2 separate regions of the Mus musculus genome follow, and region 2 is linked to region 1. The links are chromatin contacts, called in public Hi-C maps. All regions are on one chromosome and are shown on one strand. Each heading gives the region's core, a stretch centred on a gene start, on an enhancer-like site or on the middle of the called end of the contact. The rest is flanking DNA. Distances are from core to core; before and after follow the strand shown.

Region 1 (2,942 bases), core at 19-2,518:
ATGGCTTTTGTCTTTGAGGAATCTCTAGCTGGGATCTTTCTCCTATGCTCTCATAATTCACTCTTTCTTGTTGTATCTCTAGTCCAAAGTAACTGTTGCAATGAGGTCTTTCCATCCTGTAAATGTCTTATCATCCCAGTCACTTCTCTCTTTTCAGCTTTCTGCTGATTCAGGTCTCTTAGCATTTACCATAACCAATACTTTTAGGGGACCTCCACAAAGGTGAAGGGTGTTTCTCTGTCTATTCATTGCTAAATCCCTACTACCAGGCATGTAGTAGGAACTCAAGGAATCTGTTTCATGAATGAATGCAGATAACATGTGTGCACGTGTGCTGAACCTCCTTGATGGAATATCTTACTTAATTTGACTACAATTCTCAAAACTGGCTTATATTTTATCGGGATGGTTCTGACTGGTATTGATAAGCTGTTGGCAAATAAGTTGGCATAGGAGAGCAGAGTAACTGTAGAGAGGTGGCAAGGAGTCGTCAAATGTTTAGCAAAACCCCTCAACAAAATAAGAACAGAGAGCGAGAGACTGAGCAAGCTTACTAATAAGCTGCTGAGTAGCGGTCACTGTCTTTAGATGATATAGGTTCATACTTAAGGGCTGGACTTTATTGTACCTCGATTGCAGATACTAAAGCAGCCAGCATGGCTTCACAGTGACTCTTGCAAACAGCAACCTGTCAGTTTAATACCTGACACTTAGAAAGACATGCTTTGTACCTGGAGAATCAGAACCTGAGAACTTCATCAAATATCCTGAAGCATGTGACACATCATTAACAGTTTTTTGATATATTATAATTACCCAGGGGCCAACTACTCACTCTGTGTGTGTGTGTGTTTCAGATAGATATCTATATCTCTAATATGTTAAGATAACATGATAGATAAAGGATTTACAAAGAAACTATTAAGTTTTTCTATTACCTGAATGAAGAACTTGAATTATGGTTTTGTTTCTCCTGTTTAGAAAACAAATGAAAATATTAAGAACCATATCTTTTTCTCTGCCTAAGGTAAATTTTAAGAGAAAGAAAAGGGGGTAGAGGAAATAAGGAGAAATCGCAAAGTATAAATACCACCCTGAAGGGTGCATGAATTTCATAAATAATTTCTTTAAGTCCCATAACATTCTGAGGACTGACTCTGACATTTTTGGATTTGGTGTGTAATTAATTTGACAACATAAGCCCATCCTTTGGGTTGCCCTGGAAACCAATTTTGGTAACATAAAGAAGTGCTAGCTGTTAATTGGTATTCAGAGTTAGTAGCTGGTGTCTTTGCTTCTGTCTCCATGGTAACCTAGCTGTCACGTTTTTATCCCTAACATTGTGGTAAGATTTCAGATGCATGAGTCTTAATGCACATGTCTGTAGTCTCTGGCACAGTGTCTTCTTCTTATCTGTGATTGTGATCATTTGGAAGATGTTAGGGTTGTCGTTGAAAAGTGGTTGCTCTGGGAAATTTTATTTCATCAGCTCTTCTGACCTCCACATGGTGCAAGAATCCATAGCATCCATTTTGGAAGATGGATGCATTTATTTGTGGTTGTTGGTTGTCTACACTCTGTGTGTGTGTGTGTGTGTGTGTGAGAGAGAGAGAGAGAGAGAGAGAGAGAGAGAGAGAGACAGACAGACAGACAGAGACAGAGAGAGACAGAGAGAGAGACAGAGAGAGAGACAGAGAGAGAGACAGAGAGAGAGAGACAGACAGAGAGATAGACAGAGAGAGAGACAGACAGAGAGACAGACAGAGACAGACAGCGACAGACAGAGACAGACAGAGACAGACAGAGAGAGAGAGACACACACAGAGAGAGAGAGAGAGAGAGAGAGAGAGAGAGAGAGAGAGCTGAGTGTTTAAATATAAAAACAGGGTAATGATGTATAAATTAGGAATGGTTGCTCAAGGCTGTTTATCTGAGAGTAGAGATAATATTACATTTGAGGAATAAATGCTAAGTTAGAGAAATGAGACATTTCGTGTTTTGAAAGAGTATTCTCACATTGTGTTTGGATAATGTAGAGATACCTCATGAACTTAATGTGTAGCAATTTCTTCTTTATCAAAATGCAAACCCCCACTATTTTTAATTATCTTTCCTCAGTTTTTCTACTTATTAAACTGTACTTTGATTTTACTCTTTTAAAATTTCACTCATCTTTTCTAAATCCTTGGATGTAATACAGTTATTTACTAACCATCAATGACTAGCTAGGCAGTTGGTCAATCTGGAAAATTATGCTAGAGATATATGAAATGGTTTGGACACTGTAACAGTTAAGTTACACCTTTTAAGACCAACATCCAGACTGAAATAGATGCAGCATTATCTTTCAACATGAGGTTTAAGTCTGGCCTTTCCATAAACCAGTTTTTAGACCACTAGGGGAAGAAAAGTACTAGCAAAATTTAAAACACAAATTAAAAACAAAAACAAAAAAACAGTATGATCAAAATTATGGCCAAAATCATTATGGCTAACTGAGTGCATGGGAGGTCAGTGGTGTCACTTGTTTCACCATGTAAATGTTCTTACCGTGGCTCATTGCATACTTGCTTTATGGAACTCTGCCAAGACATTAATGTTCATCTCTCACAAACCAGCTCTAAAATAATACCACTTGTTTCAACCATTTTTGTGAAGTTTTGATAAGCTTTCCAAGATGAAATGCCAGCCTCAAAGATTCAGCTTTTTGTCTTCTCAAATGACTTTATCATTTCTGTTATTTTTAAAAGAGATATAGCTCATATAGTATGACATGCGTACAGTTTTCTTTTCTGTTTTTAATGCAACTCATGATAGACACCATATCTTATAGTTAAGTTTAAATATTTGCATATATTTGCATATGAGGTGGTATTAAAATGTACCCACAATTCTTGGATACTCCTCCGTTCATTTTGTGGATTCCATTTCATTTTCTTTTG
Region 2 (2,981 bases), core at 114-2,613, 760 kb after region 1:
CTGGCGCTGAGACACCCATTCCTTCTAAGACTTCTATCACTCAGCCATTTGAGTAAATGTCCCAGCTCCTGTATCCAGTAGGTGGGGCCCATTGTGTCATGTGCAGTCAAGTCACTGAGGTTTAAAAACTAAGTTTTGATGTCAGTGTAGCCTAACCAAGATCCTGTCACTACAGCGGCTGTAATATACTAACTGCTCCACCCTGTGTGTGTGCGTGTGTGAGCGTGTGTGTGTGTGTGTGTGTGTGCACACGCGTGTGCATGTGCGCGCGCTCGCACAGACTAGTTTAAGTAATTTTCTTGGAAACTTATTTGAATTCAAAATAGACTTGCAGCATTTTTGATAGATTGTGGGTGGATGGATGGACAGACAGACGGACAGTGAACGGGAATACTAGCAATGATCTAGCATGGATATTCGTGTCTTGGGAGCAAACCCCAGTTACACTTCTCCCTGCCACAAATCTATACCACAGACCAACACTAAGAAAAATATAATTTAGTAGAAGAAGGTGAAGTCTGGGATCTACTTCAAATCTGATTCAGGGGCACAATTTTCCTTAAGAGACACTCTCTAGAATGACTTCGTTTTATAAGTGAGGGAGGAGAGGTTACGGAACTCACTCAAGGTTGCATAACTCATGAGAGACCGCCATCATAACCCAGTGCTCCAAGCTCAGTTGGCACCTCTATTAGATGTTTTTACCAGAATATATCACCCAGTACCAACCATGTGAGTCCCGGAGACAGAGCTCCACTCTCTGCCAGCAGTGACCACACTCAGCCATCATATACAGCCAAATGTGGCACGTCTTTTCTCCCACAACTTAGACGGGGGAATCAGAAGCGGCAACTGAGAAGATATCCTGGCTTATCAGTCCCATCTTAAGCAGAGGAAACAGGATTAGAATGAAGCACCGAGCCAAATCCAGCACAGCTTTCTGACTGTCCAGTGCATCCTTCGAGACACTACAGGGTCATCCCTATGAGCACGCTCACAGGACCCCACCCCACCCCACCCCCCAGGGTTTACAATCCGTAACAGAGAGAGAGAGAGAGGCTGCCTCTCCCCAGAAGACTCAGTATGTCCTAAGAGGACCAAAGTTAGCAGTCTTTGAAAATGAACTGAGAGAGGTCCCTGCAGAAACACTACCTACAAGTGTGTGTGCTTGGAAAGCAAATCATGGAGCCAGGGAGGTGATGTGGAGGAAAACACAAAGCAAGCACAAAGATTTGAGTGAGGCTGGGTGCAGAGAAGCATCTTGAATATCAGGGCAGCTCTTTCTTGACGCTAGTCAGCAAACACCTCCTCTTTTACAGGAAAACAGCTTTGGAGCTCGAATGAATTTTTGCCGACAGTGTTTTGCCGCCCTCTAGTGTTCGATTTTTAATTTTAAAAAGGCATTTAACACACCTGGATTAACGTGGCCTTTCATCCCTTCCAGTCTCCTGGAAGTTAATGGTTTTTGGACTGTCATTGCACTAGGCAGATTGAATCACAAACGTCAGTTAAAGACACAAGTTTCGTTGCTGTTTACTAACACAGGATCTTAGTATATAGCTCAGCCTGGCCTTGATCTCACTATCTTCCTTCCTCATCCTCCCAAATGGAACATGCATGCACGATCATGCCTGGTGCATGTTATAATAGACTCTTATGAAAATGTAACATACACATATGAGTGAACATTGTGAACAATAAATATGCTGTACAGTTAAAAAGAAAGCTAGGGTGCTTTCATTTTGTTTTTCTTCACCAAAAATACTGCAAATATTTGAGAAGACAGACATGTTTGTCATCATGTAAACGTCACATAAAATGTACATTTATCAAGACATCATGTGGTACTGATAAATATGTAAAGATGTGTATACCAATTTTAAAATAATACTTCTAAAAATCTAATACTTACCTGACAACTTCTTAGCACATAAATGTCCTTTCTGGGTATAGAATTTCAGTTATGTGCTATGCGTGCATTCTTGAGATCTCATGTGCAATAAAAAGGATGGCCACAACACATAGCCCTGTATTATTCAGTTTAAAAGGAAATTTTTACAAACGTTCTTTCTGCCTCTCCCTCAGATACCACCCACTAAACTGGGTTGCTTGAGTCCCACAAGCAAGGAGGAAACTCGAAAGACCACATGATAAAGCCAGGCTGTAAGTCACTATCTGGGTTACTCTAATATAGTTTAAGAAGAAAGTAACGCTATGCCTGAGAGAAGTCTTCAGTGCTCCGGTGATTTCCCAACCAGATCAGGCATCTGGAGACTAGTGTTTTATGTATAGAACCTTGACCCCAGAGCTTTTGAAAAAGTAGCATCAAGATATATATAAAAGAGAGGCGAGTGCGAGGCGATGTTTCCTGCCATGATGATAATAGATTAAACCATTATCTGAAATGCAAGCCATTTTTTTTTAAGTAAGAATTGTTGTGGCCATGGTTTCCTCTTCCGAGCTATTGAAACCCAAACAAGGACAGGGTATACTTGGACTTGGACGAAGAACCATCAATGAGAAGAGGATGCTAGGTAGGGGACACCAAGGAAAGGGGCGCATGCTGCACACATGCCCCAAGGTCCTAGCGCTCAACCTTCTTCTGTGCTCTCTCATCAAACAACACACAGCCTGCCCCGTGAATTAGCTAACAGCAAAGTTATAGAAGGGATGAGGATGGAGAGCGTAAGACAACCTTGTCTGCCATCATGCCACTGTGGACTGCTGCCCGCCCTGCACTTATGATCACTCTTGGTAACCAGTAGTCAGTGTCTGCTGATAGATATATATACCAATGATCAATACACCACCTCTGTGGAACAGAGGTAGGACTCCTGAATTCCTATTTGAAAGTTTTGTGTGTGTGTGCATGTGTGTATATATATATATGTGTATATATATATATATATATATATATATATGTATATGTATATATATGTATATATATATTAAAGAATTATTACATTTGTTAAAGGACTTGT

Evidence for each region. Hi-C and Micro-C count contacts between places; a contact is called where the count stands out from the background.
Region 2: a contact with region 1 is called in a Hi-C map of cortical neurons, with 4 times the contacts expected there. The contact joins two enhancer-like sites. A contact is called at or near these places in 4 of 484 Hi-C or Micro-C datasets (cortical neurons, embryonic fibroblasts, myocytes and 1 more) and 2 of 115 datasets of contacts at active chromatin or transcription factors (astrocytes and stem cell-derived neural progenitor cells).

The regions. Positions count from the first base shown.
Region 1 is chr13:110,648,768-110,651,709 of GRCm38.p6, forward strand. The region is part of intron 1 of Gm41059 (a long non-coding RNA gene); the gene reads left to right. Among named protein-coding and RNA genes, the nearest start is that of Gm41059, 7.4 kb to the left of the region's middle. Within about 2 kb of position 1,269, at least 26 of the 459 cell types and tissues checked have an H3K27ac peak or open chromatin away from gene starts, as enhancers often do. A contact at or near this core is called in cortical neurons, where this site is marked.
Region 2 is chr13:111,409,723-111,412,703 of GRCm38.p6, forward strand. No RefSeq gene overlaps it. Among named protein-coding and RNA genes, the nearest start is that of Gpbp1, 79 kb to the right of the region's middle. Within about 2 kb of position 1,364, at least 13 of the 459 cell types and tissues checked have an H3K27ac peak or open chromatin away from gene starts, as enhancers often do. A contact at or near this core is called in cortical neurons, where this site is marked.